7 separate regions of the Mus musculus genome follow, and regions 1, 2, 4, 5, 6 and 7 are each linked to region 3. The links are chromatin contacts, called in public ChIA-PET, Hi-C and HiChIP or PLAC-seq maps. All regions are on one chromosome and are shown on one strand. Each heading gives the region's core, a stretch centred on a gene start, on an enhancer-like site or on the middle of the called end of the contact. The rest is flanking DNA. Distances are from core to core; before and after follow the strand shown. Region 1 holds the start of Ankrd39 (ankyrin repeat domain 39). Region 2 overlaps Tmem131 (transmembrane protein 131). Region 3 overlaps Mgat4a (mannoside acetylglucosaminyltransferase 4, isoenzyme A). Region 4 holds the start of Actr1b (ARP1 actin-related protein 1B, centractin beta). Region 5 holds the start of Tmem131 (transmembrane protein 131). Region 6 holds the start of Zap70 (zeta-chain (TCR) associated protein kinase). Region 7 overlaps Tmem131 (transmembrane protein 131).

Region 1 (3,885 bases), core at 522-3,021, 930 kb after region 3:
GTTGTACCCCTTTTGGGGGAGTGCGGGACTCGGGGGTGGGCCTAGCCCTGCTCCTAGGGCTGTGAATGTTTTCAGGGCGGGGGTTGGGGGTGGAGATGGAACCTCCTGCTTCAGGGGGAGGGGTGGGCAGGGCCTCCCACTTGCCCTCCGGGTTCGGTGGTATTTTATATTTGCGCTCTTCTGACAGGGCTGGGAAGGGTTGTTGGGGGAGGGAAGGGAGGAGGTGGGCATGCTATGGATACTGGCCTATCCTCTCCCTGCTCTGGGAAAAGGGCTAACAGTGTAACTTATTGTGTCCCCACATATTTATTTGTTGTAAATATTTGAGTATTTTTATATTGACAAATAAAATGGAGAAAATGAAATTTAACCCTGCCACACAGATATTTTGACTCAAACCCACTTATTGACCTAAGAGGGACTCATCCTTTGGTCTGGGCCATCATGGTCTTAATGCCTGTCCGTGCATCTCTGGAGGGGCCAGCTGAGACTCAAGTGTTTTCCCACAGTGATGCCTATGGGACTGGGAGCCAGAGCAGGGCTACTCTGCTTGGGAGCTGGACTTGGCCTGGTGCCACAGGGAAACAAGGCAGAGCGTTCGGGAAGAGGAGGAGAAGGAGACGGTCTTCCCAGAACTATAGGGAGGGTGAGCAGGGAGTCAGGGGCTGAAGGAGAGGCTTCTCAAGTTGTGTGGACAGTGTCTTTATAAAGATGGAGATTAGGACAAGCTCCGTGGGAGGGGAAGAATGCTAGTCTCGAATGTCCTATCTGGGTAGGGATAGTCCCCTATTGCCACCCAGTCAGTATCAAGCCCTTGTCTTAGTGAGGGAGTGGTGTAGGCCCAGATGTTCCTGGGAAAAACAACAGGCCCAGCCTGGATTCATTTCTGAGCGCCCTTAATGAGAGCTGCCTGCCAATCGGATTTCGAGAAGGAAAATAGGAAGGAGGAAAAAAAAAAGACATTTTAAGATTTTGTGTTGTGCTAAATTTGATGCTGTTGTTGGCTGCAATTTGGACACACCTGGTTTAGATCAATCTAACCGGTACATAGGAACAGAGACCACAGTGAGCTCTCTGCCCACCCTTAGCTGCCACCCCACCCCCCACCCCCCATACACTTGGATGACCCTTGAGCAGGCTGCTGTTTCCCTGAGTGTGGGTCAGAAGAGGCTGGGAAATACTTGAGTGTGTTTCCCTTAGCTCAGTTGTCTGCCCAGTGGGTGTTGGCAACCAGCGCCCACTGAGTGGGCAGAGGCTTAAGCACAAAGGTGGTCTACCAGGTCCTTGCCCTCAGGCCACCTGCTTCCTGATGGATTGCTAAAGAACGAGGGTCAGAGTGTTAGTAGCTTTCTGGCGGGTCACTGATCTGACCATGGATGGCCTACAGCTCAAGTGATGCTTGGGAGATGAGAGAGGGACTATGGGCCGCGTCTAGAGTCCTTGTGCCCTGGGGAACCTGCGAGGCCTCGGTTCTGGCGAATGCGACATAAACACTACCAGACAGGCCAAGCTGCCTGGTCCCCTCACCCTACAAGGCGAGGCTGCACGAACTGTCCTGCCTCCTCCCGGGGAGCTCAACGGATTCCCGAGCCTTTGCTCTTCCTTGTGCTTAGTTAGCCTTGGGCGCCCTCCCGTGGTAGCAAAGCAGCAAGGCTCAGTCTATCCAGCCACACCTCACCACTTTCATTGGTTGCTAAGCTAAGGTCTAAATGCAGGATTGGTTGGCCTGGGGCGAGGAGGCGGGACTCGAAGGTCAACTACGGACGTCGAGTGGTCAACCTGGGACGGAGGGGTGGGCATTTCGTAGGAGCGCTTGGCTGCAGTCCCGGCCGCCGGGATGGCGGCGCCGCACCTTTGCGCGGATGGCTCCTGCTGCTCTCACCCTAGTGCGGTGCCCGGGGTACAGCAGACGCTGGAGGAGATGGACTTCGACAGGGGTGAGAGGGGTGAGGCGGCCGCGTTGCCGGCGGCGGGCAATCTCCAGCCCCATCTCCGGGAACGTGGACTGAAGGAGGCCTCGAACCGTGTTTGGAGCTTCCGGGCCTGGTGCAGGAAGGCTGGCTTCAAAGCGTGGCAGGAAGCCCCTCGACTACTCCGTCTCGAGTGCGGACGGGTAAATTGAGGCATTGGTTTCTGAACTGGGTCTGGAGACCAACCCAGCTAGGAGACAGCCTGGTCAGGTGACAGAGGAGCTAGGGAAAGAATCTGCAGTTGGTGGTTCGTATCCACCGGGGAGGTCAGGGCAGCTGGCCCTTGCTGCTCTCGGGTGTGAGTGTACAAGTTTTAGCAATGACAGTGATCTCGAAAGATTTACTGTGGAGCGCAGGGGTGTGACTGTTTTGTCCAAAATCATACAGAGATTTTGCTATTAGCAGTGGTCCCTGTTCTTCTGTGCCGGTTACCATGTTATCCCCAGGAACAGGTAGTTTGTGCAGTTGTAGCAAGGTTGTCATCAGTGTAGGGCTGATGATACGGAACACTTGATGGTTACCATAGGAATGGCTTCCTAGCGGGCGGCGTTTCTCTACACCTCTGCTACCCCCATCTTTTGGACTAGGGACATAATAGGACTCCCCGCTTCCTCCTCTTGAAGTGTTTTCTCCGCTGTACCTTTAGAAAATAACAAATGAGATGATTACATTTACGCTTTTTTTAATTTAAAGACTATTTATGTGCATTTAGCTCCTGGAGGCCAGAATAGGGCTTCAGATTCCCTGGAATTGGCAGTTACAGATGTGACCAGCTGAGAAACAACCCTGGTCCTTTGCAGAGCAGCCAGAGCGCTCTCTCTCTCTCTCTCTCTCTCTTTTTTTTTTTTTTTTTTGAGACAGGGCTTCTCTGTATAGCCCTGGCTGTCCTGGAACTCACTTTGTAGACCAGGCTGGCCTCGAACTCAAAAATCCGCCTGCCTCTGCCTCCTGAGTGCTGGGATTAAAGGCGTGCGCCACCACCGGCCTGGTGCAGACAGAACTCTTAACTGAGCCGCCTCTCCAGCGCCTCCTATTGCGTTTAGTTCCCCAAGCCAGACTGACTGTTGTGTTTCTGTACCTCTTTATGGTTCTCACCCTTGCAGCCATCACCCTTATGTTTCTAAAATATGCAAGCCCTCTGTCCGATGACATGGTCTGTTTTGTTTGTTAGTCCGCTTCAGGCTGACTGAGGCTTTCCCGCCAGCATTCAGTTCTATGGCACTTCTTCAGGGACCCCCCTTCCTTAGAGAGTCCTCAACCTGGGGACAATTATGCCCAGTTTAGGTCTAGAGATATTTTTGTGTGTCACAGCTAATCTGACCCGCACAGGTTGGCTCCCCACAACAGACATGATCTGCCTCAAAATGTCAGCCCTTCCTGTGTGGAGGAAGAAACCTTGTGGTATTCAAAGCCCTGGCATTTCCACTCTGGTTACCCTGTTACCTTAATGCTTTGCTCTCTTTGTAGCAGTTTGGACTGACTCAAAGGCTGAGACGGGAAGGTCACAGTTCAAGGCCAGTTCAAGGCAGAGCATGTTAGACACTTTGTCTCAGAAATTGTTTGTTATCACCTGCTGCAATTTTATCAGCTTATTCTTTTATTTATTTTTCACATGTGATAAAGATACCTATTATGTGAATTTTTTTTTTCTGTAAAGCATGGGGTTTATTTATTTATTTTTTTAGTTTTGAATTAAATCTGTTTTGGTGACTTTCTTTGTGTATGTATGTGTGCTATGTTTTGTTTTGTTGGTCCATCTCTCCCCACCCCACAACCACAGGGTCTCACTATATAACTCTGGCTGTCCTGGAACTCATTTTGTAGATCAAGCTGGCCTCGAACTCACAAAGTGCCATCTGTTTCTGCTTCCCTGGTGCTGGGATGAAGGTGTGCACCATTACTGCCTGGCCCTAGC
Region 2 (3,601 bases), core at 49-2,548, 560 kb after region 3:
ACTCTGTAGCAGGTGTTGGGATTGTAGGTCACACAGGCTCCTCTTCGAAGGCTCTGTACACTCTCTATGGACAAGATGATTTATGTGCATTTCTAAACAGTTAGGTTCTCACAGCTGCTTCCACCGATGGCATTGTCACGTGTCATTTCACATAGTTGCTGCTGCAGCGATCTCTGGGCTCAGTGTTTGACCTCTGTCTTCAAATGTTTATATCGCAGCTGATAAAACTCTTAAGGCAGACCTCACAGTGCATGGGGAGTCAGTGATGTCAGTCAGTCATTCTCTGTCCTCTTGTCTTTCCCCCATCAGCTGCATTACAAACTTGCCGCATCAGAGAGGGCTTGAGAGGGCTTTGATGCGGGTCAGTGAGCTGGAGGGTGGCGGTGGCGGTGGTGCTGGGGCTGGGGCTGGTTTGGAAGTGCGCAGGTGTTGGTGGCACCTGCTGCTGCTTTACTTTCTTGTGCTTTGCTACTGCACGTCCAGGGTGAAAATGAGCCACAGGCCCAGAAGGGCAGACTTTTGGAAGCTGGTCAAAATGCTTGATGATGCTTTGTCTTTGTGGCAGAACTCAGTCTGAGTTGTCATCCTCTCTGCTGGCCCTAGCCCTGGGACCCAGTCAGCAAGCACGTGTCCTTTTATTTCACCCGGCTGGTTTCTGCCTAAATTCATTGTCTGCTGAATAGGTCAGAGGTTCTCAGATGAATGCTCTTATATATTAGTTTGTCATTTACTAACCATGTAGTTCCCTGCATGGAAATTCCAAATGTGGGCTTTCCTTGACTGAAATGGACGTGCCTATGCTTCTTGTATTCTCAGGCACTTTGTCTAGGTTGAGGAATGTTAGTGTCCGGTAACTTTTTACGTAGAGACATTCTGCCCTTTGTTCTGTCTTCACTATACTCTTAACTTTGGCTTGCATCTCTACTTACATCTTTTTACCCTTTTTTACTCAGTCAAGCTGCATAATGTTATTGCATAATTCATCGGTACCTTTATTCTTATTGAACAGTCACAGGCAGAGTGGAGCTAAGGATGGACCCCAGTGAATCGGTAGGCATTGCTTTAAGGTGGTATTTTATTTGAATAGTGTATGCCAACTTTTCATTCCATTCCCTTGCATAGTGTTCCAGTAGGAAAGCAAGTTTCCTAGTGTATCCCCTGGAGGACGAGTCTCTTGCTTTCTACTTTTAGCTTACAGCAGCACTTTTCCTGGCAACATTTCAGTTCTGGCCATAGCTGCACTAGGATAGTCATTCCCAGTCCACAGGAGGAGAGGTGGACCACACCAGCCGCCCGGGATCTTGGATTGCAGAGGTGACTGGCCTGGAGGCAGATGCCCCGACCCCTGCAGAGCTCCACCCCAGACAGGGTGTTTCCAAAGGTGCTGAGCAGAATTTAGAGCAGTGACTAATTTGCATTATATGATAACATCTGGTAGGTAGCTCTGGAATCAAAGAAGGGAAAATATGAGCCAGCTACATTGGGGAGTGTGAACTTGGAGCATTCTCTTCCTGCTTCTGGTCCTGAAGTATCTTGAAGATACACACATTAGGTTGTTTTCCTGTGAGCAGACTGTCTATAGAGAAGGATGGAACAGTCTTCACCAGGTGGGTGTGGAGATAGATTCTGACTCACTGCAGGACTGCACTCAGACTCAATGGCAGCCTATCAAGAGGCGTGCCAGCCCAGAGATAAGCATTGGAGATAGCAGAGAAGGCTTGAAAGGCTCAGTAATGAGGATCTGTAAAGGAAATGGTTTTGAAAACATAAGATAGGCATTTAAGTGTCTGCCTTAAGAGAAGGGGGAGGTAACCGGCTAGCAGAAGCCAGGAAACAGGACCCAAACAAAGGCAGCCTGGCCTAGTGCCTGGGAGGACCTGGTGCTAGAACAGCAGTGTTTGTTTATCCAGGCACACACTGCTGCTCCTCTCAAGGGGCTGGCTCGAAGTCCAAGTTCTGGGTGACCTCAGTGCCTGTAGCATTGGAGATAAAAGCTTAACCTAGATATACCCAGTAGTTACAAATTGTTCCTTAGTGAGTGAATTTATCAGCTAACTAACATAAATGTTGCCATATCCTCTTTATTGTAATGGGAGTTCCTTAGAAAACTGGTTTGAGTGGAGAGCTGTAGATGGCCTGTAGTCCTTGATAACAGTAGCCAGGACGCTTGCTCTGGCCAGTATCTGTCTGCAGCATATGGGACAGGTGGAGGCTGTTGAGAGTTCCCCTTGCCTCCTGCACTTCCTGTAAGCCAGCACTGCTTGACTGGTTGTGAAGATTTCTGTTTGTATCTAGGCAGCTCCTCTGAGGGTGGGACTTAACTCTCAGAGGCCCCATTGCAGTGAGATAGAGGGCCTGCTAGTTTATCTGTGGTACACATGGCCCATGGCAAGGGCTCAGTAATTCTGCTTAACCACAAGTGGGACTGGCTCATGTCCCACTCATGTTCACCTCAGAACTTTTCGCTGCTATCTTAAAGTCTTAATATACTAAATATACTTAATATTAAAATGCCACCTGAATTTTCAATTGACTTTTTTACATTTACTTTGTGTGTATATGGCACATGTGTGAAGGTCAGAGGACAACTTGTGGGACTTGGTTCTTTCCACTGTGTGAGCTCTGGGACTAGAACTCAGTAGTTAGGCTTAGCAGTGAGTGCCTTTACCAGATATTTCATCCCACTGGACCTTTTAAATATATTCTATTTGATTATATACAGATTCTGTGAGCCCCTATCTAGTAGTTACATCTCATTTTTTGTCTTGATTTTTTTTTTCTTTTTTTTCTTTTTAAAGACATGGCCTCAGGTAGCTCAGCATGGCCTGTGTAGTCAGAGATGACTCTGAACTGCTGCCCTCTTTGCCTCTATCTCCTAAGTGCTGGGATTACAGATGTGTAACACCATACCCTGTTTATTTGGTGCTGGGACGGAATGGAGGGCCTCATGCATACTAATTAGACAACACTGTACCAGCTGAATTGTTTCCACCCCTTTTACATCTCTCTATTCAGGCTCCAGCCAGGTTAGACTGGACCCTGGTAAGTTTATTCATGAAGTTTTATTCAGTAGTACCATTTCCTAAGCTAGACCTGGAAACAGTCTTTTATCTGATGGCTGAACAGATTCTAGGCAGACACTTGCTTACTGGTGGTTGCTGTGATGGGCCTGGAATTGGGGGCAGGAGTGCACTGGGGACGTTGGGGAAGGCACACCTCAGGACACACTCAGTGTGAGTCAGTCTGTGTGTCTCCTATAATGATTATTTTCTTATAAGTTCAGCTTTTAAAAAAGCTTTTGGGATCCCCAAATACACAAATGCCATCTAAAGCTGTCATTGTTCAGGATGAGTGACCCATTTGGGAGCTTAGGCAGTAAGACACTGTATCTTTGTTACAAGGCATCTTTGTCTGCAGACTCTTGAATTTCTTTTTTTGCCTTCTGCCTCCTACCTAAAAAGGACAAAACCAGAACAAACAAGAAAAGATAGCCACAGGAAACAGTGGTGGAAGGCATTGCTGCAGGAGGTGGGAGAGAGTGTGTTAGGATTAGAGACAGCAGCATTGAGACTCCAGGACTGACTGACTTCGACCAATCAAG
Region 3 (3,961 bases), core at 1,034-3,533:
GGTCTAGTATTTGTGGCACTTGATTCTCTTCCTTCCTGAATCACTTCAAAATTCGCTTAGCTCTGAGCTTAGAGTGTGCCTGGTCCCTCCAGTCCATAGTCGTCTCAGTCTCCTCCTCTTACTTTTCCCACTCACTCTGGGGATTGGATTCAAGGCCTCAGGCTTGCTAGGATGAGTGGTATAACCAGGTGTACTGGCTGGTTTTGTGTGTCAACTTGACACAGACTGGAGTTATCACAGAGAAAGGAGCTTCAGTTGGGGAAATGTCTCCACGAGATCCAGCTGTGGGACATTTTCTCAATTAGTGATCAAGGCTGGAGGGCTGGTAGTCCTGGGTTCTATAAGAAAGCAAACTGAGCAAGCCAGGGGAGGCAAGCCAATAAGCAACATCCCTCCATCGCCTCTGCATCAGCTCCTGCTTCCTGCCCTGTGTGAGTTCCAGTCCTGCATCCTTTGGTGATGAACAGCAATGTGGATGTGTAAGCTGAATAAACCCTTTCCTCCCCAACTTGCATCTTGGTCATGATGTTTGTGCAGGAATAGAAACCCTGATTAAAACACCAGACTTTTACAGAAAACCCTTTAGTTTGAAAGAGGGAGGCCTTGAGCTTGTGATCCTGAACCGCCTCACAGACAGTTGGGCCTGCAGGTGTGCATTAGTACATGCCCTTCCCCACTCCTGATCCCACTTTGCAACATTGTATTGAGCCTTTTATGGATCTTTCTAGTTTCTTAGGTAGTATTTAGAGAGTTTCCTATTAGGGACTCACTAAAATTGGTGGGTTTGCTCTTTTCTGTTTGCCCGGCCTCTGTCCCAGCTGCCCTTACTTGTTAGGTTATCTTGCCTAGTGCATTCCACCGCATTAATAAACAGGCTTCCGTGTCTGTTATCAGATTAATCTGCTTTTGGGGCTGCGTTTGGCTTCAGGGTGAGATGGCTGTGTGGTGCTGTGTGACGCTGCCCCTGCTCTGTTAGGTTTGTCCCGCTTTCTACACCGGTTTGGTGTATTCCCTTCCCTTCTTCTCTTCATATCCTGTTTTGGCTTCATGCTGCAGTTATCAGTGTTCGGCAAACACTGTTGTCCTTTGGATGTTCTTCCTCCTGTCTTGATTGAGAAAAACTCAGCTAAGCTTCTCCTACAACTGTCCCATAGACTGTCAGGGTTAGTTTTTGTCAACTTGAAACAAACTTATGTACTTGGAAGTAGGAACCGGAGTTGGTAGGTTTGCGTCCATCCAGTTGACCTGTGGACATGTATGTGGGTGCATTTTTCTTGATTATTTAGTGATGTAAGAGAGCCCTGCCCACTGTGATCCTCCTGAAAATGGTCATACTTTTAACTTTTACATTATGACTATGCCCCATTGAGTTAGCTTCTGTCGAGGTATAAGGTAATGTGAAAGTTCCGACCATCACCCATTCATTAACCCAGTTGCTCGTGTTGAGAGAACACTGTGAACACCGTGACCTCTCTGACATATTTATTGAAAATTCAGTGACTGTTAGGTGTGTGTGTTTCCTGTTGTATTTCATTATCTGGATTTGGAGCTAAACCTCATGCCAGCACTTCACCGCCTCCTGTAGGTTGGTGGGAAGTACTGACGCCGCCGCACAGTCTGGTCCTACAGTTTTGGTCTGCTCAGGATTGCTTCAGACGTTGAAGCCCTTTGTGTTTCCAAACACCTTCAGAATCATTGCAGTGACGTCTCTATGGCAACATCTTCAGTTGAGTGTGGTTTTCTTTGTTCTTTTCCTTAAGGCAATGGTCAAGTCATTGACTGCAAGTTTCTTTTCCTTCGTCCTCTCCGTCCCCTCACCTCCCTCTGTCCTCTCTCTTCTCTCAGTGAGTTTGTTGATAGACTCTACTCAGAAACCTTTTTTCTTATTACTTTGTATTCTACTTGTATTTTTATGAGTCACTGAGGGTATGGGCTTTTAGGCTACTGGCTGACAGGGGATAAAGCTGTGTTCTAGGCACCTGGGCGATAATTATATTACTACTTCTACTACTACTATTTTACAAAAATAAACTTGCCAACTTTCCTTCAGCCACAGAGCTCTTCTTGCTTGTCACCTCTGGTCATGAGACAAAGCCATGCCCTCGAGAGTCTGGGAATTTCAGTTGTTAATATTTCAGAGTGAAGCGGGTGGTTCTTGTATCTGCGTCTCATTGATAACGGTTGTGTGATTTCCAGGAAGGAACTTGGGGACGCCTGCTGACTGTCTTAACCACTCCAAAGCTTTCTAAGGCTCAGTCTTTCCTGTTAGATTCTCACTTTGTGTGCTTTGGGTGAGGTTAGTCGCCTGTGCAGTTTTAAACCTTTCCTCCCCTGAAGTACATGAGGCATATTGCCAGCCTCAGCCACGGCTCTCACTCACTGGAATTATGTTTTCTCAGACTCTTTCTCTTGTTGAATGAGTGTTTATTGAAGTACCACTGTGAAGCAGGTGCTGGGGACAATGACAGATAAATTCCCCGATCTGAAATTTGTACAAGAGTATTTCTTTCTGTCACGATGGCTCTCTGTTTTCGGGGGGAGATTAACTCCTAATTTGATGTACAGATTGCTGAGCAGTCCGTGCAGCACTACCGTTGGCTCTCCGATATCTATCCTGGCTGTGAATGTCTGTCCTGGCTCCATTCCCTGAGTTCTGTTTGCATTTTTTCACCTCTGAGACCTCAGAAGTCTTGGGGCTCAGGGTAGCTGGCAGGAGGAGGAGACACAGACCCTGTGACTCTGTCTTGTCTCTGTGGCATTCACAGCCACAGTTCTTTCAGTTTTGCTTTTCTGCTGCTTTGTTCCTAAAAAGATGCACGCAGAGATGATGGGTGGGGTTTTTTTTTTCTTTAGCAATGTAAGCAATTCAAAGCTATAAGCTCCCTCTAAGAACCATGTTAACTATATCTCAAGTTCTTTTTTTTTTTTAAGCTTAAAGAGAAGGAGGGTGGATGTGAATGACTATGAATGGGAGTGTGCACCACATGTGTGGTACCCGCAGGGGCCAGAAGTGGCAGATCGCCCCAGAGCTGGAGTTATAGGTGATGGTTGTGAGCTGCCTGGTATAGTTGCCAGGAACCAAACACAGGTCCCCTGCAAGAGCAGTCACTGCTCTTAACTGCTGAGCCATCTCCCCAGCCCCTGCACCCCATACATGCCCCCTGGTTTTCTCATTCAGATCAGAATACTTTCTAAGTTCCTATGTAATTTTTTCCCTTGACCCATGGGTTACGTAGAAATGTGTTTTTACATTCTTACCTATTTGAGAATTTCTCACAATCCCCACTGTTAACCAATCTCCACTTCAAACCCTCTGTAGTCAGAGAACACCATTTACGTGGTGGTGTCCCTTTCAGCCTTCTCAGTACTCGTTTGTTGGCTTCTGTGCTTCATGTGCGCCCAGAGGAAATGGATCCTGCCTGTATGCTTGCATGACATATTTTCATAGAGGTGTTTAGTAGGTTGAGTTGGTAAAATTACTAGAGTTTAGGGTTAAAGTTTTGTCTTCAGAGTCCCAGTGGGCTAGCCTCGGCTACACATCCAGATGATCATTGATGGGCTAGCCTCAACCACACCTCCAGATTATTGTTGATGAGAACAGAGAAAGGACTTTGCTTCAGTCAACACGGCCATGTGAGACAGAACAATTGAAGGGCTTCAGGACCCAAAGTCTGTCTCCAGGGCCTGATAGAACTTGGAGATTTGGTAGAAACGAGAAACAGAAGGGGCTCTGGAGTTTGCTTGACAGACTGTCAGGAAATCTGGTTCAGGCCAATGCTCTGAGATCTGTGTGTCTCAGTTCTGAATCTGCAAAGCATTCCTTCCATCCCTGTCATCATTTGAGGGGGCAGTCTGGTTTCTGGGTATGATTGCTCCTGCCATGGGGTTCAGCCTCAGCCTCTGAAATAGTTGCCTCCAATTGAGGGGTGATTTGCCCTGTGATTAGGGGGAAGTTTTAGTC
Region 4 (3,729 bases), core at 624-3,123, 770 kb after region 3:
AGACTAGTCAATGAAATTGAAAGCTAGTGTTTTGAGGAAATGCTGTGACCCTCTAATACAGCTCCTCCTGTGTGGTAACTCCCCAACCATAAGACTATTTTCATTGCTACTTCATAACAGTAATTTTTGCCACTGTTGTAAATCATAACTTGAATCCCTATCTTCCAATGGTCTTAGGGGATCCCCAAGAGGTTGCCACCCACAGATTGAGAACTGCTGCTCCCCTGCTCTAGCCTGCCTGATCAGGGTTAAAAGGGGGGGGGCATCCCAGGTGTCCAGTGAGAAGGGAAACATCTCTGTAGACACTGAAAGAAAACCCTGGATACATTATGGACAACTTTTTGCCCATTACATTTGCCCAAAGCTGACAAATTCCATGACATACAAAGTAACAAAACAATGTAACTCAAGAAGATACAGCAAGACCGCAAGTGTAGCTAGTTGGTAGAGAACTTATCTAGGTGCAGGTTCTGTGTTCAGCACACCAAAGGAGGAGGAAGAAGAGGAAGAGGAGGATGGAAAGGGGAAGCTGCCACCACCACCAGAACCAGTCTACATCTCTTTTTTAAAAACTTAATTTGTATATTATAAATATACACACTTTCTTCCCACAAAGAAAACTCAAGATCTAGGTAACTTCATGAGTGAACGCTATCAAACAGTTAAGAGATATGACCTCTCTTAAGATGATTTTCTCTGATGTTTTGCCCAACAACATAAAACTGACGCCACAAGTTTATGTGTTATTGGCTAATGGACCAGTGAAACAGAATAAAAGGTAGACAGAAACTATCAACTATTGACATAGGCACCAAGGCAATTTGAAAAAAATTTCTCTCTCTCATTATAAATTTATATAAATATAAATTATATATATATATATATATATATATATATATATATATATATATATATATATAATTTTTTGAGGCAGGATTCCACTATGTAGCCTCTGTCAACCTCTGGAACTCCGATATTGGCCTGCCTCTGCCTCCCTGTTACCAGGAATGACATGATCACACCCAGTTTCTCTTTGCCAACCCCCCACTTTTTTTTGTACATTATTTATTTTGTTTGCGAATGTGTGTGTGTGGCTGTACATATTCCATGGTGCACTTGTAGCAATCAGAATTGTGGAAGCCGGTTCTCTTTTACCATATGGGTCTCTGGGATCAAACCCCAGGTAGACAGCCTTAGTGATAAATGCCCCGATGCTTACTTGATACATGTATAAAAACTAACTCAAATTAAACATAGGTCTAAATGTAAATCTATGATACTTCTAAAATAAAATACAATTATTCACCTAGCGTTTGAATCTTATTAAATCCAAAACTGTTGCTTGGTATGGTAGTACATGCCTGTAATTCCAGCATTTGTGAGGCGGGAGAATCACAAGTTGAAGGCTAGCCTTGGTTTCACAGAGATCCTACCTCTAAAAACCAAAAAAGATGAATAAATCTAACTAAACTAACTCTCCCGTTGAAATAATCAGAGCTGACATCCTAAGAAGAGGAATGCTCACAGATGTCTCATCAAAAGAAAGACCTTCCAGTAGGTGAACTCAAAAGACTTCCTGATTTCAATAGACCTACCACCTCCTTTTTAATTCTTGCCCCCTTTAAGAACCCAGCCATGACATCATCTTACGGCCGCGCAGCCTACCTTGGCAACGCCTGGCTGTTCTTCCGGAAAGCTTCAATTGGTTAGCCGGCTCCAAGAGGCCCCTCCCACTTCCCCCAGCAACCCTCCCCGGCGCCGGCCGTCAATCAGGTCATTTGGCATCTGTGATTGGCCACGGGGCCGCGTTCGCGTAGGCAGCGCACTGGGGGAGGGGAGCGGCGCGGTGTCTGGAGTCGCATCCGTCCAGGTCTCCCCGCGAACCTTGTAGCCCGCCGGTCCTCCTGCAGCCCGCCTGCTGGGCAGGGCCGGCTCGGCCGGGCCATGGAGTCCTACGACATCATCGCTAACCAGCCCGTGGTCATCGACAATGTGAGGCCGGGCAGCGGGGGGTGGGGGAAGGACTGTGACCCGCCGCGGGGTCGCAGGCGGCGTGCGGTGGCCCACGCTGGTGGGGCCAGGGGTGGGCCTCGGGAGCACCTCCCTCGGAGTCCAGGATGTGCGGTACAGCTGATCACAGTCAGGCGGTCCTTAATGCTCTAGGCCGGTGAACGCGTCTGTCTGGGGTGGGATCGCTGGGCAAGTTAAGACCCCTGGCCCTTTGCTTGGTGGTAAGCTCTGGCCGCCTGATGGAGGTCGGCTGACATTTGACTTCTTGCACACTGCTGGCTTTATCTCTTGAAGGGCCTGGTGATCTTTACAACACTTCCCAAGGGGCTGCACCCAGAAGCAAACACTGCACGTTAATTTCCACCAGCCACCACCTGGTGGCCTCTTTGCCGCTTTAACTAACCCCCTCACTCTAAATGATCTTTTCGGAGAGTGTAGCCACTTTCCCCAGGACGGAGCAGTTTGGGGTAGTAGTTTGCAAGCCTGAAAGAAAAGAGGTCCTGCTTCCCGGGGCGTTGTCTTCCAGCCTGGGTTGTGCTTACCTTCAGTGGCCCTAGGAGCTGTCTATCCTTAGAGGCCTTGACGTGGCTGGGGTTTTCTCTAGCTGTGCCCAGAGCTGATGTGTAGGCCTTGGAGCTTTTGACGGTGACACACTTCTCTTTCTGGGAACTGACTCCTTCCCACGTGAGCCCCTGATGGCATCTTTGTGGCTGCCTTTTTTTGGAGCACCCATGTGGGCTCCCTTAAATCATAACTTGTTTATCAGAGAGGCTAGTCCTGGACTTTGGGGGTGTGCTTGGGGCAGGCTACAGTGTACATCAGGCTACCTACCTGTTTGGTGGCCAACAAGCTAATGAGCTCAGAGGCACCTGCCTGGCTGAGTTTGGGCTTGGAGCCTCTCGCTTGTTACTTGGATATGTTATTTTGGCCCTAATAGAGACTGGTAGGCAAAGGGTGTGAGTAGGTGACTCATTTACTAAGTGGAAGGTGTGTCCAGTTCATGTTGAAAGCCTAGGTCCAGCTTCCAGCAGGGACAGGGACTGCCTCTCCTCTTACTACCCAAGAAAGGTACTTGGAGACCACCAAGTGGTTCCCCTCCATGGACCCAGTATGTGGTCTCTGTCTGCTGGTGAAGACAAGGGTTCTTGAATAGAGTAAGGCTGAGGCGTAGCATCTAGCTATCTTTAAAGTGTAGCTGATTTCCTCTCCCTACAGGTACTAGCCAGAGCATTCACAGAGGAGATCTGTGGTCTCTCTTCACGGATGCCCATCTGGGGCCAGTCATTGCTGATAACCTCCACCCAACAGATGCCCCTAACAGTTCTCATCTCCCCCTTGGGTCCCCAGGACAGAAAATGCAGCCTCACACCTAGTTTTGATGTGCTAGTGCTTGCAAGTGATCTCCTTCTCTAGGTCAGGTCTCTGGCTTCCTCCCTGTCCAGCCTTGGTAGAACTGCCAGCTCTCTCCACTTGGGGACCCTGACTGCATCTTGAGTCGTTGGCAGGAGCTAAAACATTGCTTTTCCTTGCAGGGTTCAGGGGTGATCAAGGCTGGCTTTGCAGGAGACCAGATTCCTAAGTACTGTTTCCCAAACTAGTAAGTGTCACCTGTCACCTGGGGGGCGGAGGGCAGCAAGCTCCCCAGCCCCTTATTTGCTTTTGGGAAGAATGCGTCCCCTGTGGTGTTACAGCTTCCCTCTTGGAAGGCAAGTCCCTCCT
Region 5 (3,808 bases), core at 332-2,831, 540 kb after region 3:
AGAAAATTTAAGCCCTGGGTTGGATACCCAGCACTGAAAACCATTAACTTAAATTCAGTGCTAGTATTCAAAAAATTAATGTTCTTTAAAACAGCAGTCAGGGATGGTGGCATATACCTCTAATCCCAGTATTCTACTGACTTTTAAGGAACACAATGAGTTCCACTCCAGCCTGGGCTCACAGTGAGTTCTAGGTCAACCTAGGCTACAGAAGGAGAATGCCTTGGGGGTGGGGGTGGGGGGCAAACCAAAAGCCATCGGGGGTGAGGACGCCTTCAAAATGTATTATTAATTTACATGTTTGCTTCACAAACAGGACGACAGCAGAAGGAAGAACGTTGAGTACCTTTTAAAAAAGGTTTTCTGAAATCCCATTTTCTTTTCTAGTTTGTTCTAAGACATGCAATAGGCAAATGTGGCCTTTTAAATAGATCGACTAACTCAACCAAAAGCTGAGAAAAGCAAAAAAAGACTCTGGGGCTAGGCTCTGGGGGGAAGTGACCAGGCTACCAAACTGTGACAATATCCTTCCTTCCCCTTCCCCAAAGGGCCTAGATTAAGACTTGTATCGAGCAAACAGACACACAGAAAAACACACACACACACTCAAACTTTAACCTGGGAGACATGAGGTGCTTCTTACAGGAGACTAAGACACACCATCTTTGATTTTGGCCTTTGAAAGGAGTATGCGCATAGAAACATATTGATCATTCCAAGACAGAGAAAACCCAGTCTGATTTCTGGCACACCTCGCCTTGTTCCTCCACCCCGCCCCAACTAATGCTTTTTACACACATGGTAAGTTTCCAAATACAAGCAAGCAAAGAAACTGCATAAAAAGGGCTTCCTGTGAACAAGAGGTACGAAGGTTCCATTAAGTCCCTCTTGGGTACGCTTTGGAAGACACAAATGTAAAGAGGGCGGGTCCCCCGTTCTTAAGGAAGCACTGCAAGAAATTGAATCGGACCCTGAACACTTCCCACGTCAAAGCCACCGAGAGGCAGAGGTGCGACCCGAGAAATCACTGGCACGGACTGTCGGCGCTGGGCTCCGGATGCGCACTCAGCCCTCTGAAAGGCTCGGACATTGCAGTACCACTAGACCCGGGTTTGTCCCGGCGTCGGAGGCGCGGCCGGGCCCCGCCCACGCACCAAAGCGGCTGCGCAGCGTGGCTACCCTATCTCCCACGTGACTGCCGTCATTGCCTCCGTGAAGCTCCGGCCGCCATCTTAACTCCTGGCCGGCCCGGGTCCCTCTCCCTCCTTCTCCCGGGCCGTGCGGCAGTGACAGGGTGCGGTTGGCCGCCCCGGCCCGTCCGGTCGGTGAAGCCCGTGTGATTCTGAGGGCGGGGCGAGGAGCCGGAGCTCACGGAGTCCACGGGGAGCACGCGAACCGGCGGGCCGCCCAGGTATTGGCACGGAGGGGGCGGGCCCCTGCGCTCTGCCCCGCCCCTTAGAGGCCAGCGCCGGGGCCCGCGGCCCTTGCCCGTTTCCAGTATGGCCGCCCGCCGTGCCTGACCCGCGGCCTCTCCGTTCCGGCTCTTCGTAGGCGATGCCGATGCCGAGACTGTGACTGACACTCTCGCTCCCACGCACGCACCGACCCAGACCCACGCCGGGAGCCCGAGCTCTGGGCCCACAACCGCTCTCTCCTCGGGCACCGCGGCCATAGCCCGGACCACGGCTCCCGCGCCGCTGCCGTCGCCTCGCGGAGAAGGGTCGCGCAGGACCTCGAGCTCGGCGGCCCCCGGCCCGCCAGGATGGGGAAGCGGGCGGGAGGAGCAGCCGCCGCCGCCGCCGCCGCCTCCACGTCCTCCGCGGCCGGGCTGGAGCCCGCGGCTGGCCGAGGCGGGGGTCCTCGGAGCGCAGCCGCGGGCCTCCTGGGAGCGCTGCACCTGGTGATGACCCTCGTGGTGGCCGCGGCGCGGGCCGAGAAGGAAGGTGGGTTGCCGGCGGCGGGCGGCGGGCGACAGGCGGCAGAGGGAGGCCCGCGACGGGCGCCGGCGCGAAGTTGCTGGGTCGAGCCCCGTCCCGAGCCGGCGACTCGGGGTTCGGCGAGCTGCCGCGTCGGCCGCGCGCCGCGGCTCTGCCGCTGCTCCGTGATTCCTTTCCCCTCACCGTGTCCCGGTCTTTCCCTCGTCTACTGTCAGTGCCCATAAAACTTCCCGAGCTCTCTTGTAGGTTCTTGCCACTTGGCCCGCTATGCGAGGAGGCACCCCGCTTTTAGGCTTCTTGGTGGCTCCTGCTAGGTCGATCGCGGGACGCTTTTCTTGTTTTCCCTTTGTCAGGTTTTAATTTGGGCATGCGGACCGAGCTCACTTTAAAATGCGGTGGTTAAAAAAGAAGAAAAAAAAAAAGCGAGACTGGTGGAAAGGCTTCAATACACGGCTTATAAAATTTCTATTTGCTGGGACATCTCTTTGAAGAGGCTCTTGTTTCCTTAGTATCCTTCTTCACTATCCCTTTGCGGTATGGAGGATCGTTTGTTATTAGCCCTAAATAGACTCTCATTTGCCTCTAGTAAGCTACTGGAAGCCGGTTTCCATTTCTGCTTTAATATCCTCACGTAATTCGGTGCCTTTCTCTTTGATGTGTGAGCCCTTAGAAACGAATGTCAAGTTCCCAGCTTGCACACCCTTCACCTGTAACTCACAATTGAAGCCGCACTCCAGTTTTAATAACTCCTCTAATATTGTAAGGTTGTAAAACTGGTACTTTGACAAGATCAGAAATTACTTTGCAGTCTTGAAGACTAATTTGGGGGTGGGGGTGTTCTGGACTACCTGTTTCTGAACGTGAGCCCAAGGAGAAGTGTGAGCAGTCACAGAACCTTCATGAATTAATTCACAGTGAATGCTGCTTTTTTTTTTCCCTAAGAAGAAAACTAGTTAGATTATTTTTGTTTTTCCTGTATAAAGTCGCTGTTACTGGCTAGCAGCTGTAAAGTAAACCAGATTAGCCTTAAAGTGCAACTCTGTGTCAGTTTATTATTTATTTTCCTTAGAAACATTATATTCTCTCACTTAACTCTATAAACAGAGTCAGCCTGGTTAACAGGCAAGCAGGGATTTGGCAGAGGCAAGATTATTTTAAACATTAAAAAATGCTGCTTTAAGATGGTCAGGCCTGGGATTGTCATAGTTCTTATTATTTATGATCCCCTGTTAGTTTAGTGTTGTTATGGGTGGCCATGGTAGCCAACATTTGCCCATGTGTGTTGAGTGAACCTTTTATAGTGTGATAATTGAATGGGCATGTGTACTTGTGTGCTTCACTGTGACCTAGAGGGGCGCTGGCTTTGCTTTGCTATTGATTGCCTTGTGTGGTATAGGCGCCTAGCTAGGTGCTTTTGAGTCTCACGAACTGGGAACTGAAGTAGTGATTGAATCTAAGTTTTCATTATCCTTCTAAAGTGTATTATTTTTCAATTGTCATTTTATACACTAATTTTGGGGGTACAGTTAAGTAAATAAAGTTATTGTTTGAAGACATTAGTCTAAAATATATTTGTGTATTTCCATTTGCATAATTTACGTGTCCATGCACCTCTCTAATATTCATAAATATATATAAGGGCTGAGCCTGTAGAATAGCTGCCAGCGTGTTAAGTATGAAAGGAAGTGATTGAATCAGCCACTGGGCCTGGCTGAATCAGACAGCTTTTGTGGTTATGCAGTATCAGGGGGAACAGTTTGTATGGACCAAATAGTTATTTAAGTAAGATATTAGGAGTAATTATATTAATATAGATCATATGACTTAGTCTCTCATAAGTAGGTCTGGTTTTAATCACACGTTCCAAAAAC
Region 6 (3,425 bases), core at 93-2,592, 720 kb after region 3:
TTGCATGCCGGGATTGCCCAAGTTAATACCAAAAACATCTCCAGACACTAGTGCCCACTGGGGACAGGCGGCGTCAGCTGGCTTTAGGTCAGCATGACCCCGTTCCTGTGGTCCTTGGGCCTGAGCAGGGGTGGTCAGTATAGGGTGGTTCAGATGCTGCAGGCCTCGTGGAAGTTTCCAGAATCTGTGATCAGGGCCTGAGACCCTCCAGAGCTAATGATAACAATTAGCATCCTAACAACCTATTAACTATATGGCACCTATGTCCCTGAACACTGAATGAGGTGTCAGATACAGAAACTGTGAAAGCACAGAGAGGTGGGGTGACTTGCCCAAGGTCACACAGCAATAAAGAGCAGGCAGATCTAAATGGACCCAGGCCCCTGGCCCTAAAAAGTGTAAACTTTAACACCCTCCAGGCTGCTGGCCCACCAGAGCATCTGCGGGGGTTGCAAAGGCAAAACTGAAGGTCAGGTGAACTTTGGGTTTGTCAGAGGAACCTTAGCAGGTGACACCTTCGATTTTCCAACTTAGGACTTGGTGACCCCAATCTTTCAGCAAGGCTTCAGTAAACACCTACTGTGTGTTTGATGTCCTAGCTAAGACAAGAGCAATGAATGTCACTGTGACCGTTCACAGGAACCCTGCTATTTTCTGCCAGGCCTCACTGTCTGAGATACCTCTTCCAGCCTCTTGGCCAACAAACAAGGCAAGCATTTAACAGGCAGCCAACTCTGTATCTGTTTTTTAAATGCAGATTCAGAGAGGCCAAGACAACTGTCAAGAGCACACAGCTACGGAGCAGAGATCTAGTGATAGTTCCTTTCCCCTGCTTTAACATGACCTGACTCCGAGTGGAGCCTGACTCGAGCCCCTCTCCAGAGCTACTGACATTCTGTTGTCCAAGCTCACAGGCCTATTGTACCAGCCTGCCTGTGCTGCTTTCTAAAGCCAAGGAGCCGACCCAACAGGAGTCTAGGAACCCAGAAAAAGACACCGGCACCCCTCGGGTGACCTGTTTCCCCAAGGGCGCCCCTTAGCTCCACCGATTGCAAAGTCTCAGGTCCCTACCACTTGGGCCTACCCAAGCCCAGCCTCAGGCCCCTGCGGACCCCACCCTCCTCACACAGAGATCAGAGTAAGGGAGTGACACCCAGTCACACTCCCTCCACCAAAGGCTAAAGGGTGGCCACTCACCTGGACACCCTCGAGGCTATCACAGCTCACAGGGTACGGCAGGGCCCAGCCGGAAGGCCTGGTGTCCCCAGAGCACTTTTTCTCACCAGCACCTTTCTTTGCAGCTCAGCCTATTTCCTTGATGCGAAGACAGGAAAGAGAGCCGTGTTTGAAGTTGACGTCAAAGCAACAAAATGCTGTGTGGAAGGAAAATCACAGGCCACATGCTCCTGGCGGGGCAGAGCACATTTCCGGGGTCACGCAGTACCAGCCGCAGGGTGTCGGGAACACAAGAGGAAGGTGGGGATTGTAGCAGCCAGGGATTGGGGCAAAGGCTGCTTCCCACAGTGAGCCCCCACCTGAGGGGGGCACCTGGAGTGTTGGGGGAAGGGCAAGTTCTGGAAAGGAGGGGTCCCCAATGTGTTCCTGTCCTAGATAAGGTTGCTATTACTGTGATTAACACAGTGACCAAAGCAAGTTCGGGAGGAATGGGTCTACCTGGCTTATACTTCCACAGCTAATTATCGAAGTATGTTGGAGCAGGAACTCAAACAGAGCAGGAAGCTGGAGGCAGGAACTGATGCGAAGGCCATGGAGGGCTGCTGCTTACTGGCTTGCTCAGCCTGATTTCTTCTAGAACCCACGACCACCAGCCTGGGAATGGCTCCACCCACCATCAGACGCCCACAACGCAACCTTATAGAAGCGTTTTCTCAATTGAGGTTTCCTCTCAGATAACTATAATACGTGTCAAGTTGATATAAATCTAGACAGTACAGTGCCCAATTTCTTGGAAGCATCCAGGGGCAGGCCTCTGCCGGAACCCTAGAGGCAGGCTCTAAAGCTCTAAAGCTGGGGTGAGGGAGGGGTGAGCCCACTGGGACTCCAGAGCTAGGCTGGTGTTCACCTAGAAAAAGCCACGATGGCAGGGTTATTCTACAGGAGCTCTGGGAAGAACTGGCTCTGGAGCTGGGACAAGTAGGCGGGGTCCCCCGACACTCATACACTCTAGTCCAGCCCCACAAGGGTCTACCACCTTGACCACTTCACATATCTAGATCATACTAGAAATGTGCATTGCCCCAAGGTCTCTGGGAGCCACACCAGTTACTTGAAAGCATCAGGGGCCGGGGATGGGGGTTGGGGGTGGGGGAAATGGGCGGCATTCTCCTCCTCCGAGGTGGGAATCTCCAGTGCTCAGAGAAGGGACATCTTGGTCTCAGCAAGCCACAAGCCCCTTCCTGTCCCACTTCGTGTCCAGAAGCTTGCGACTGGAAACAGTGTCATAGCTGCAGCCCGCAGTATGTCTGCTTCACTGAGGAGAGGATGCAGATCGCCACAGATAGGAGCATTGTCCCATGAGGTGGCAAGAGGGAGGCACGTCCTTTGAACTTCAGAGGGAAGGGCTACCGGATGCTAGGGAACTCAGCGCGTCTGGTGGGAGGGGGGGTGTCCAGTAAACTGTGAACTCAGAGCCTAGGAAAAAAATTGAACCTGTGCCCCAACACCTCCAGGTGTGCCTCTGAGGAGAAGCAACCTGGCCTCCTCTAGGAAACCTCCCTCTGCCTCACACTGGCCAGAGAGGCCCGAGTGCGCAGGCAGCTGAAACTAGGCAGGCCATGTTTGGCTCCATAGCTAAAGGAACATCAGACCTCAAGTGGGAAAAATATGGCAGGTGCCCTGGGAGGGGAGGAGATGGAGCCTCAGCCTTCCAGAGAGGTCAACTCGATTGCCAACACCACCACCTCCACCTGCCCTGCAGCCCCAGCCACAAGGACAACCTCTTTCACCAGGGTCCCTCCTGGATTGACACCCCCCTGCCCCTACTCACTCACACACATACACACACACACACACACACACACACACACACACACACAGTGACTCAGCTACTTTCCTTCTGGGCCTGGCTAGGATGCCTTCTATCCCTCATCCGTTTCTACCTCTTGGGGCCATTGTGAATATTAAAACAGGCCTGAAAACAAACTCTGCCTGTGATAGCTATCCTTATCAACTGGACTACATCTGGAATGAACCACAATCCAGAAATGGAGGGCACACCTGTAAGGTTTTTTTGGTTTTCTTTTTTTTTTTGGGGGGGGGGGTTGTTTGTTTGTTTGTTTGTTGTTTTTTGTTTTTTTTTTGCTTGGGTTGAAGAAGGTGGATCTACTTCTAGTCCAGACCTCTGAGATAGGAAGACACACACAAGTCTTTGGTTTGGATCTTGAGACAGGAAGACAAACCTTTAG
Region 7 (3,575 bases), core at 455-2,954, 670 kb after region 3:
GGGTTGAATTTTTAGGACTTCTACTGGCTTCAGTTGGCCCTGCTCACTCCAGTCAACCCGGCTCATTCAGTCCCTGCTTGCTCTGGCCCAAAGATTCATTTATTGTTATATATAAGTACACTGTAGCTGACTTCTGACACACCTGAAGAGGGCGTCAGATCTCATTACGGTGGTTGTGAGCCACCACGTGGTTGATGGGATTTGAACTCAGGACCTTTGGAAGAGCAGTCAGTGCTCTTAGCCACTGAGTCATCTCGCCAGCCACAGTTGTGAACTTTTAAAGTTGGTGTGCAGAGGCTGGAGAGACAGCTCAGTGGTTAAGGAAGGCACCGGTGCTCCTCCAGAAGATGTGGGTTCAATTCTCAGCTCCCGCTTGGCAGTTACAACCACCTTAACTCCAGCTCCAGGAGAGCCCATCCCCTTTTATGGCCCCCGTGGGTATTGCATGCATGTAGCGCACCGGCATCCGTGCAGCCTAAATACTGTACGCAGAGATCGGTCCTATAAACTCTGAACTACGATGCTTCATTTTTGTCTTTCCTTAAAAGTGTGTTACAGACAACTTGGAGTTTTTACATCATTCTGTAGTTATCAAGGAGCCTGTGGTAACCAAATATTATTCTTGTTTTGGCAAAGAATGCTGACCCGCCCCTCTGCTCCACAGTGCACTCTTTCTCCTGGTCATTGGAACAGCCTACTTGGAAGCTCAAGGGATTTGGGAGCCCTTCCGAAGGCGACTCTCCTTTGAAGCCTCAAACCCGCCCTTTGATGTAGGAAGGCCATTTGATCTCAGGAGAATCGTTGGTATTTCATCTGAAGGAAAGTATGTTCATATACTAAAAGTCCACTTTTTAATACACATAGACTTAGCTGATATAATTACAAGAAGTGAAATTTATCTTTACTCGGAATTTTTTAAAAAACGATTCTGGTGCTCAGATACTGAGAACTCATGAGAGTTCTTAACAGGGACAAAATATGCTTAGTTATTAGTTATTAGTCCTAACCTTATTTATAACTGTCAGAGGTGACAAACTGTAGAAGGTTGTGGCTCTGATCCCTTCCACTTCTGTCCCTAGTTTCTCTTTATGATGGGTTTACTAATGAAATTTTTTTCTTAGTATTAGGTTGGAAGTTACTGCTTACTGATTTTTCAATTGATCCATTTTTCAGCTTGAACACACTTGGCTGCGAACACAGTCATGGTAGGGGTTTCTATAGTAACGCATCATCCCGGCCTGGTACAGGCAGTCACAGGCAGTGTGGCACATCAGTCCACCCACACAGCAGCCATGGCAGCAAAAACTCAGCTGATGTGGACAACGTCAGAACCAGAAACAGTTCAAGTATGTCAAGCAGGACTTCTCCACAAGCAGCTGCCTCACAGTCTACAAGCAAAACCAGCCCCCTAGTCTCAGAGACAGCTGCAGCAACCCAGGGTCACACAGCAAGCAGGAAGTCCAGAGGGGCAAAGCAGGGCCAGCACAGCAGCCAGCACCACAGCCACAGCCACAGCCCACTGGAGCAGCACTCACAGCCTCCACCACCAGTGCCTCAGCACCAGGAGCCACCACCCGAAAGGCTGTCTCCTGCCCCCCTCACACACCCTTCCCACCCCGAGCGAGCCAGCACCACACGGCACAGCTCAGAGGACTCCGACATCACCAGTCTCATAGAAGCCATGGACAAAGACTTTGACCACCACGACTCCTCCCCCCTAGACGTGTTTACAGAGCAGCCTCCGTCACCGATGTCAAAAAGCAAAGGTAACCCTGTCCAACCCCCTTCCAAAGAACAAGGCGTGTGAGGGAGAAGGAGCAGTCAGGATCATAGGCAGTGGATACAGCACCTTGTTAGGTAGCTCAGACCCATCTCCTGCGGGAAGCAATGGCCTCTCTGTATCACAGTGCAAACGGAAGCAACTGCTTGTCATGAAACTTGTTCTTCCCTTGTTTCTCCAGACAGAATCTGATGGACGGCTGCCGGTGATAACTGTTACAGTCATTTTTAAAAATTATTTTGAGGCCAGGTATTGCTGGCACATACCTTTAATCCTAGCACTCGGGAGACAGAGGCAGGAGGATCTCTGAGTTCAAGACCTGCCTGTTCTACAGAGCGAGTTCCAAGACAGCCTGGGATACACAGAAAAACCTTGTCTCAAAAAACAAACAAACAAAAATATTTTGAAAACAGGGCTAAAACCAAAACCATCTACCTCTTAACTCAAAATAGAATTTCTAGCTGTGCACACATCTGTAGTTGTACTGGTGAGGTAGAGACAGGAAGTTTGTCACAGGCTTGAGGTCAGTGAGGCTACACACTGACACCTCTCTCTAAATAGGAAAAGGGGCAAAAGAAGCAAGTGAAAAAATAGTTGGTGAAACCTCCAAAGAGGCTGGCCAACAGGACAGGGACAACAGGAAGTGGTGGCCGTGCACACATCACAGTCTTGTAGGCAGAGGAGTGAGGGATGTACCAGATCTGCAGAATTGGTAGGTTAGGGAAGGAACTTTGCCAGAAGGAACCACACAAACAGGAGAAGTGTGAACAATTCAAGGGATGGAAAATCCAAGGCCAGAGTGACAGCGAGGTCTAACAGGGAGCATGAGCGAAGGCTTCAGAGTAGTGGGAGTGGGAACAGGCGCTTGTGTGCAGCCTCATGGGTAAGGTACAGAGGAATACACCTTATTGGCAGTGGCAGGGCCTCAAGACTAGAGCAATCCAGAACCGCAAGATTGGGGACTCAGAACTTGGAAAGAAATGTGGCGCATAGACCATGTGGTTCCTAAGACTGCAAGCAGCCTTTCCATCAGTTCATCTAAGGGGGTGCGACCACAAGCCATCAATCATGGTATAGTTCATTTCAAACAAGCTAGGGGACAACAGCGTTGAGGGGCTTTTGGGTTTCGGAGTTGCAGATTAGGCACAGGAGACCAAGGGAGGAAAGTCCCTGTGGGTGTGGTGTGTGCCCCTTGTAGAGACCAGGAGAATGCGTGGGTCGCAGCAAGACCAGGCCAGGTGTCTTGGTTGCTTTTCTATTGCTGTGACAAAACACCATGACCAAAGCAATGCTTATAAAGTGAAGCATTTGCTCTGAGGGCTCACGGTCCCATGGCCATCAAGGCAGGGAACATGGCAGCAGGCAGGGCACACAGGGTTCCACAGCAGGGATGAGTGCTCACATCTTGAAGCAGAAAGACATTACTGACTGAGATTGATGTGAAACCTCCAAGCCCACTCCCTGGACACAAACAGTTCCACCAACTAGGGACCAAGCCTTAGGGGGCATTCTTATCCAAACCACCACATCCACTCCCTGGCCCCCTTAGGTCTGTGGCCATATCACAAGTCAAAATGCATGTAGTTCATCTTCCAAGGTCCCTACAGTCTTTCACTTTCAACAGAGTTGAGTAGTCCAAGTCTCTTGTAAGACTCAAGGCAGTCTCAAGCCTGTAACCCCTATAAAATCAAAATGCAAGTCACATATGTCTAACACACAATGGCACATAATATACATTGCCATTCCAAAAGGAAAGAAAGGGGGCAGAGTGAGAAATGCCAGGCCAAAGCAAGAC

The links. Hi-C and Micro-C count contacts between places; a contact is called where the count stands out from the background. ChIA-PET counts read pairs in DNA pulled down with a chosen protein or histone mark. HiChIP or PLAC-seq counts read pairs in DNA pulled down with a chosen protein or histone mark.
Region 1: an H3K27ac HiChIP or PLAC-seq map of T-cell acute lymphoblastic leukemia shows a contact between it and region 3, with 3 times the contacts expected there. The contact joins the promoter of Ankrd39 here to the enhancer-like site in region 3. A contact is called at or near these places in 1 of 39 promoter capture datasets (hippocampal neurons) and 2 of 115 datasets of contacts at active chromatin or transcription factors (T-cell acute lymphoblastic leukemia and pancreatic cancer cells).
Region 2: a Hi-C map of the HPC-7 cell line shows a contact between it and region 3, with 2.2 times the contacts expected there. The contact joins two enhancer-like sites. A contact is called at or near these places in 2 of 484 Hi-C or Micro-C datasets (the HPC-7 cell line and pre-B cells) and 1 of 115 datasets of contacts at active chromatin or transcription factors (pancreatic cancer cells).
Region 4: an RNA polymerase II ChIA-PET map of memory CD8 T cells shows a contact between it and region 3, with 84 read pairs. The contact joins the promoter of Actr1b here to the enhancer-like site in region 3. A contact is called at or near these places in 2 of 39 promoter capture datasets (the C10 cell line and hippocampal neurons), 3 of 115 datasets of contacts at active chromatin or transcription factors (effector CD8 T cells, memory CD8 T cells and microglia) and 2 of 9 other capture datasets (adipose tissue and liver).
Region 5: an RNA polymerase II ChIA-PET map of memory CD8 T cells shows a contact between it and region 3, with 123 read pairs. The contact joins the promoter of Tmem131 here to the enhancer-like site in region 3. A contact is called at or near these places in 1 of 39 promoter capture datasets (pre-B cells), 1 of 484 Hi-C or Micro-C datasets (the G1E-ER4 cell line), 5 of 115 datasets of contacts at active chromatin or transcription factors (effector CD8 T cells, memory CD8 T cells, microglia and 2 more) and 2 of 9 other capture datasets (adipose tissue and liver).
Region 6: a contact with region 3 is called in an RNA polymerase II ChIA-PET map of memory CD8 T cells, with 246 read pairs. The contact joins the promoter of Zap70 here to the enhancer-like site in region 3. A contact is called at or near these places in 1 of 39 promoter capture datasets (embryonic stem cells) and 11 of 115 datasets of contacts at active chromatin or transcription factors (bone marrow-derived dendritic cells, double positive thymocytes, effector CD8 T cells and 7 more).
Region 7: a contact with region 3 is called in an RNA polymerase II ChIA-PET map of memory CD8 T cells, with 12 read pairs. The contact joins two enhancer-like sites. A contact is called at or near these places in 1 of 484 Hi-C or Micro-C datasets (pre-B cells) and 4 of 115 datasets of contacts at active chromatin or transcription factors (large pre-B cells, memory CD8 T cells, microglia and 1 more).

Annotation. Positions count from the first base shown.
Region 1 is chr1:36,545,138-36,549,022 of GRCm38.p6, reverse strand. It overlaps Ankrd39 (ankyrin repeat domain 39), which reads left to right and starts at 1,771. Exons shown (of 4, transcript NM_026241.4): 1 at 1,771-1,937. The coding sequence starts at 1,838. Sema4c (sema domain, immunoglobulin domain (Ig), transmembrane domain (TM) and short cytoplasmic domain, (semaphorin) 4C) reads left to right here. Exons shown (of 15, transcript NM_001126047.3): 15 at 1-384.
Region 2 is chr1:36,918,583-36,922,183 of GRCm38.p6, reverse strand. The region is part of intron 1 of Tmem131 (transmembrane protein 131); the gene reads left to right. Among named protein-coding and RNA genes, the nearest start is that of Tmem131, 19 kb to the left of the region's middle. Within about 2 kb of position 1,298, at least 201 of the 459 cell types and tissues checked have an H3K27ac peak or open chromatin away from gene starts, as enhancers often do. A contact at or near this core is called in the HPC-7 cell line, where this site is marked.
Region 3 is chr1:37,476,898-37,480,858 of GRCm38.p6, reverse strand. All of the region lies in intron 5 of Mgat4a (mannoside acetylglucosaminyltransferase 4, isoenzyme A), which reads left to right. Among named protein-coding and RNA genes, the nearest start is that of Gm39627, 25 kb to the left of the region's middle. Within about 2 kb of position 2,283, at least 101 of the 459 cell types and tissues checked have an H3K27ac peak or open chromatin away from gene starts, as enhancers often do. A contact at or near this core is called in the G1E-ER4 cell line, the HPC-7 cell line, T-cell acute lymphoblastic leukemia and 9 more, where this site is marked.
Region 4 is chr1:36,708,069-36,711,797 of GRCm38.p6, reverse strand. Actr1b (ARP1 actin-related protein 1B, centractin beta) reads left to right here and starts at 1,873. Exons shown (of 11, transcript NM_146107.2): 1 at 1,873-1,992; 2 at 3,543-3,607. The coding sequence starts at 1,945.
Region 5 is chr1:36,937,300-36,941,107 of GRCm38.p6, reverse strand. It overlaps Tmem131 (transmembrane protein 131), which reads left to right and starts at 1,581. Exons shown (of 41, transcript NM_018872.2): 1 at 1,581-1,943. The coding sequence starts at 1,763.
Region 6 is chr1:36,759,715-36,763,139 of GRCm38.p6, reverse strand. It overlaps Zap70 (zeta-chain (TCR) associated protein kinase), which reads right to left and starts at 1,342. Exons shown (of 13, transcript NM_009539.3): 1 at 1,198-1,342.
Region 7 is chr1:36,806,075-36,809,649 of GRCm38.p6, reverse strand. Tmem131 (transmembrane protein 131) reads left to right here. Exons shown (of 41, transcript NM_018872.2): 30 at 665-823; 31 at 1,174-1,766. Among named protein-coding and RNA genes, the nearest start is that of Zap70, 46 kb to the right of the region's middle. Within about 2 kb of position 1,704, at least 31 of the 459 cell types and tissues checked have an H3K27ac peak or open chromatin away from gene starts, as enhancers often do. A contact at or near this core is called in memory CD8 T cells, where this site is marked.